Linked DNA regions of Mus musculus: region 2 is linked to region 1. A link is a contact called in public HiChIP or PLAC-seq data. All regions are on one chromosome and are shown on one strand. Each heading gives the region's core, a stretch centred on a gene start, on an enhancer-like site or on the middle of the called end of the contact. The rest is flanking DNA. Distances are from core to core; before and after follow the strand shown.

The links. HiChIP or PLAC-seq counts read pairs in DNA pulled down with a chosen protein or histone mark.
Region 2: a contact with region 1 is called in a CTCF HiChIP or PLAC-seq map of pro-B cells, with 4 times the contacts expected there. The contact joins the enhancer-like site here to the promoter of Foxc2 in region 1. A contact is called at or near these places in 17 of 39 promoter capture datasets (the 3T3-L1 cell line, 3T3-L1-derived adipocytes, the HPC-7 cell line and 11 more), 3 of 15 datasets of contacts at CTCF or cohesin (the NIH/3T3 cell line, large pre-B cells and pro-B cells), 3 of 484 Hi-C or Micro-C datasets (embryonic fibroblasts, embryonic stem cells and reprogramming fibroblasts), 26 of 115 datasets of contacts at active chromatin or transcription factors (the 230-238 cell line, the NIH/3T3 cell line, acute myeloid leukemia and 18 more) and 4 of 9 other capture datasets (adipose tissue, liver, macrophages and 1 more).

The regions. Positions count from the first base shown.
Region 1 is chr8:121,114,693-121,117,704 of GRCm38.p6, reverse strand. It overlaps Foxc2 (forkhead box C2), which reads right to left and starts at 1,534. Exons shown (of 1, transcript NM_013519.2): 1 at 1-1,534. The coding sequence starts at 1,090.
Region 2 is chr8:121,439,229-121,442,240 of GRCm38.p6, reverse strand. No RefSeq gene overlaps it. Among named protein-coding and RNA genes, the nearest start is that of Gm26747, 22 kb to the right of the region's middle. Within about 2 kb of position 1,525, at least 24 of the 459 cell types and tissues checked have an H3K27ac peak or open chromatin away from gene starts, as enhancers often do. A contact at or near this core is called in the 230-238 cell line, 3T3-L1-derived adipocytes and pro-B cells, where this site is marked.

The DNA of each region.
Region 1 (3,012 bases), core at 285-2,784:
GGCCGCTCGGGTGGTCCGACAGAGCCTCGTCCAGCGCGGGCGGAACGCACACGTGCGCGGGCCGCTCGGCCCCGGTGTACAGACTCATAGCCCGCATACTGCACTGGTAGCCCGCGGAGCCCGCAGCCTCCAGGCCCTGCGCGCACGGCTGCGTGTAAGCGGCGGGTGGCGCTGCGGCGTATGGCAGTGCCAGCGGTGGCACCACCAGGCCGGCGCGCGCGGCCGCTGGGCTCAGATCGCCGCCCGGAGGCGACGTGCGCAGCGTCATGATGGTCTCCACGCTGAAGCCGGGCAGCCCGTTAGGCGCCGCGGCGTGGTGCTCCGGCAGCGAGCCGTCTGGGGAACCTGCGGGCGTGGAGGATGCGCTGCGCGGACTGGCCTGCAGCGCTCCCTCGGGGCTCAGCGTCTCCACCTTGGTGATGACCGGCAGCGCGGGGGACGCCGCCTCGCTCTTAACCACGACTTTCTTCTCGGCCTCCTTGGGCCCGTCAGCTACCGGGGTCCCTGTCGGAGCGCCCTTGGCCGTGGTCGAGGGCGGCTCCTTGAGGTGGGCCCGCTCCTCCTTGTCCTTGGGCACATCCTTCTTCTTGAAGCGCCGCCGCCGCCGCAGGAAGCTGCCATTCTCGAACATGTTGTAGGAGTCCGGGTCGAGCGTCCAGTAGCTGCCCTTGCCCGGCTTCTTGTCGTCGCGCGGCACTTTCACGAAGCACTCATTGAGTGACAGGTTGTGGCGGATGCTGTTCTGCCAGCCCTGCTTGTTCTCGCGGTAGAAGGGGAAACGGTCCATGATGAACTGGTAGATGCCGTTCAGAGTGATCTTCTTCTCTGGCGCGTTCTGGATCGCCATGGTGATGAGCGCTATATAGCTGTAGGGCGGCTTCACCAGGTCCTTGGGCGCCGCGGGCTGGTGGTGGTAGGGCGCGTAGGAGCGGCCCATGCCGGCGCCGTACTGCTCCGGGTGGCCGGAGTAGACGCCCATGGGGCTGGCCATGCCGCCGTAGCTGCCGGCCGCCCGGTAGTAGTTTTGCTCACTCAAATAGGGTACCACTCCCAGGGCGTTGGGGTCCGATACCGAGTAACGCGCCTGCATGCTGCGTCCCAGACGCCCGGTCGCCGCCTGCGCGCACCGACTGCGGCCCGCGGCGAGCGAGGCCCGGAGCAGGAGAGCAGGAAGGGACGGAGCGATGCAGGCAGCCCCGACTCGGGGCAGCCTCGCGGTCCACGCGCGGAAGACGCCGGCGCTCGGGTTCAGCCGACCGGGCGGATCGGCATCCTGAAGGGTGCACGGCAGGCGGCCCCGCTGGCCGCGCACTCTCGGCTTGGCGGGTGGCAGCCCTGAGCTGGCGGCACAGACGCCACGCGCGACCGTGGAGCGACACCAGCCCTTCCGAGTGCTAGAAAAGGAGACAGCGGCTCTCGGGGCCCCGCCAGGAGAACTGCAGCCCGCAGCGTCAGCGAGCTAGGGTCCGGAGAGGCTGCGCGGCCGAGCCCGGAAAAAGAAGCAAAGTCCCTTTTAGGGATTGGGAAAAGTTTCAAAAGTCTTCTGGCTCAAAGCGAGTTTTTACTTTCTTCAGGCCGCGCCCCCTCCAGGAAGTTTGCACCAATCATCTGGCAGCTGCGAGAAGGATGGCACCAATCAAAACGAGGAGCGCCTGAATCCGTCGGCTCTAAGACCCAGATGCTCTTAGCCAGATCTCCCCCCCCCCCAGCTCAAGTTAACTTGAGGACTTTTAAAAATGAGTTACATCTTATAAAATTTTATTTTATTATCACATTTTGTTTAACGAGACCACGTGTCCAGAGCAAAAATTAAAAACCCTGTTCCTTTGGAAAATAAAAAGAAGTTTAGTTTGAAATATAACATCGAATTGATGAAGTTGGGCAGAGATTTGCCCCCAAGACCTTGTAAGTAGGAAAGAGCCTGGAGATTTTTTTTTTATTATTATTAATGGATGAAGAGGCGAATAATTAGATTTCTTAATTATCGGGGCCTAGTTGTAATGGGTTCAGAGCAAACGGACTGAGCGTGTAGGGCCTGTTGAATGCAGTGATGGATAATTCACAGGACGCTTCCAGGTTGAGGAAGAGCCCACAAAGGAGGCCGGGTTGGAGAATTCGGTTCCTCTCCCCTTCACGACGGGGTCGGGCTGGGAGGGAAGGCTTAGTGGGAATGCCAAACTGGGAAGGTAACACCTAAGGAACCATTGGTCCTTCGTCTTCGCTGCTACTTAGGTGATCCATCTGAGTCCTCCAAACAATTTCGTGGGGTTCAGGGAAGCGCGTGAACCCAACTGTTGCTTTCCTGGTCTCCTCTCCCGCATAGACGAGGGCTAGCTTTCCCTGCCATCCATCCCGGCCTCTCCCTTCTCCCCACCTATGAAAGCGCTGTCTGGAGGTTAGGACAAGGCAGCCAGCCCCCGGGAGCTGGTGTCCCCGTTCGGCGTGGGGAGCTCCAAGCCTGCACTCCATCGCCGGCTTCGTCACTGGAAACGCAAAGGAGCGCGGCACTGTGTAGCCTCGGACCCGCTTCCCTAGCTGTTGCCGGGGCCCGGCGTGGGTCCCACTCCGCGGTCAGCATCTTTGGGATCCTGTAAATTGACTGTATTTCAGGCTGTTTGTTTTACTGAGTTTTGATAAGGTGAGCTGAGGACCAGGGGCTCCTTAGAGGGCCTGGTAACTGAAGGACTTTTTTTTTTTTTAATTTTATGCCAACCTTGACGCACAGCGACTCGGAGTTCCCCGACCTTCAAGCGTGCTCCTTCCCTCTAGGAATCCCGGGGACAGTTTGTTTATTTGTGGACTGGTATTTATTCCTTCAACATCTCCAGTCGTCATCGGATCCCTGCTCGGTCCGCTTCCTCAGAAGCACCGAGATGTCCCTACGGAATGGCTCTATGCCTCGCAGAACCTTCTGGAAGTTGTTGGTCCGGTTGGGTAGGGAAGAAGGCGACAGATAAAACATTTGTCTCAGTCTTTCTTCTTCTCCGACCCCCCCCCCACGCCACCACCATA
Region 2 (3,012 bases), core at 276-2,775, 320 kb before region 1:
TGCCCCTGCCTGCTCCTCTGGCTTCTTTCTTGCTTCTATTTGGTCTCCCTTTAAAGTAACTTTTCCCTAAATAGATTTTTTTTTTTCAGACTTTGAGCTTCACCATCCAGAAAGCAGCATTCTTTAAAAAGATCATAAAAATACATGCCCACCAGAAAAAAAAAAGCCTGGGAAATAGAGACTCTGGGAGAAGACAGAAGCCTGGCCTGACCCCACACAGAACAACAGCGGTAGCTACATGCATAGAAATGCAGGATCATGTTGGCGCATCAATGGAAGTCAGGGCACCTCACAGCTGCTGGGGTGGCGTCTCTCTTTGTTGCAATCACAAGCAGTTGGGTTGACTTGCGAGTTCCCAAGAGGAACCCTGGGAAACCTGTCTTGAGTTAAACAGCCCCAGGCTCTGTCCTGCCTTGGAGAAGAGTGTTTGGAAGCTGTGCTGGTCAAAGTGTAACCGGAGCCCTCAAAGGGTTCCATCTCCCCAGCCCAGCTTCAAGCTGACCACTGCATTGCCTGGCGTGGAAAGAAGCCTGGTTGTCTAGGGACTGAGGACTCCTTGCTGATTCCATACCCCAGTGCCTGATGGGTCTTAATGACACAAGGTTAGTAAGACGATGGGCTATGACCATCTTCTTACTGTGAAAACCAACCTAAGGTACAGAGGTTAGTCACACAGCTAGGAAATGGTGATGTTGCAGTCTCTGCCCCCCCCCCCCCATTTTGTCATTGTATATGTATAGATGTTTTGCTTGCATGAATGTCTGTGTATCATGCGCATGCCTGGTGCCCAGAGAGGCCTGAAGAGGGAGTGGAATTTCCTAGAATTGGAGTTATAGCCGGTTGTGAGCTGCCGTGTGGCTGCTGGGGATTGAATCCAGGTCCTCTAGAAGAGCAGCCAGTGCTCTTAACTGCTAAGCCATTGTTTCAGTCCCGTGTTTACCTTTTTCTAAAAAAAAAAAAATATGTGTATTCACACACACACACATATATATATATATATATATTCCCTTGAGACATATACATACATACTCACACACATATACTCACACACATATACTTACATACATATATATGCACACACACACACAAGGGAATATATATATATTCCCTTGACATGTGGGGTTCCGGGTTCTCTTCACTCAAAGTTGCGAAGCCTTCACAACCCTAGAGTGTTTCAGCGAAGCTTGAACTAAGGAGTTCTCACCCATCTCTCCTTCCCATCTGAGGCAAATGTGATCTCCCAGACTCCATGGGCTTGCCCGTCCTGGACACTGTCCAGAAGGGGAATACAATAGGTATGGCCTTCAGTCACCAAAGCTGTGTTTGTGGCTTCTCAGCATCACGGGCCTGCCTCTGGTTGCTCTTCACAGGGCTTTCGTGAAGATAAAAGAAGCTCTTTCTCAGAATAGTTCCTTGGGTAGGATAGAATCTGTGAGAAATAGTTTGCCTGGTTGCCCTGCTGTTGAGCACACAGAGCAAGACCCAGCCACACGGGACCACCAAGACGACACGGACCGTTAGCTCCTGCTTACCACAGACTTCTGGAACAAAATTCTGGGTGGAGCCCAAAGCTACCCAGGGGACACTGGCAACTAACTTCTAGGAACCTCAGTTCCCAAGGGATGTGGCGAGGCAGCTTGGGCCTTTTGCTCCAGACTGAGCTGCCCACAGACACAAGGGCTGTGTGAGGTGCGATCCCCTTGGTCTGCTTCATCCAGCTTCCATGGGGCCTTCCACTGCAGGGCTCAGAAACTGAGCTCCGCCCTCCAGGTCCAGTGCCTCAGTTTTCCCCAAGGAGCTGCAGACTCTTAATGCCCAAGGGGGATTTCCAAACACAAGAGCTCTCACGGTGACATGGTTGCACGTTGACTTCCTGTCCTCTCATTACTGAGACTGCCCTGAAGTATGTCCCTCAGCTGGAGCCACTCTCATCTCTGGTCTGAGCCTAAATTGCAGGTTGAGCCAGTGGCCATCACTGGGGTCTGGTCGTAAGACAGTGTGTCTGAGAAGGCTGAGCCTGTGGCTCCTCTCCTGAAAGATCCACCCTCCACTGGAGAACCTTCGGCAAGTCTTTCATGGGTCAGACTGGTTTGTTTCCAGCCCCCTCTCCTTCCTCTCCACCAGGCAGTCGGGGGCATATGGTCCTTCCAGCCTCTTCAGCAAAAGGAGTTCAGGGAGCAGCCAGCCAGCTGCCTTGATGATGGGAGTCGGTTAGATTGCAGGGGCAGTGGGCTTCTGGAAGGTGTTGATTTAGAACATGTGTGGGCAGACCCAGAAGTCATCTCCCAGCCTCATGTCACTCTGGTGGCTGCTGACTTTGCTGTGGTCACTCCACCTAAACAGCACCTTATTTTGGGGATCAGTGCACACCGGGAAGAGCAGAGCTGAGCTCCCTGCACCCCGTTCCTCCTGTGCTGATGGACAGACCCAGGGGTAGGAATAGAGTCAGTCTTAACTGCCATGTAGCAACTGCCCTGTCAAGTGGCTGGGAATGGTGATGCAAACCAGGGCATGGTTTAATCTCCACTTTATGCAGGATGGTCTGCGCCATGCCTGGTCACCTGCCAGTGACCACGCTGGGGCATTTGTCCATTCTGGCTTGCACCAGGGCTCATGACTTTGCAGTTTTCCAGGTCACACCCTGAGAAGTGCTGGCAGAGTGAGCACGTACTGGTAGGGGGCAGGGTGAGGCCCAAAGGCTATGGGGGACATCCATGGGCCAGCCAGAGGGAGCCACTTCACACACACACCCTGACCTGGCCTGTGGGGCTCCTGTGCACACCCGAGCCCAGCCCTTGGCAAGCTGTGGGGAACACATGTGTGGAGACTCAGCCCAACCTTCCTGCTGGGCCCCAGCAGGCATGGAAAGGCCTTGTTTTTGGAAGCTGTAGACTCTGGCCTCCCTGGGGCATGGTGGAGCCTGAGTGACAGACAGTGGCATGTCGGCTCAGGCTCTTCCTCAGGGCCCAAGGAAACATTTCCTCTGTCATGAGTGTACTAAAAATGTATATG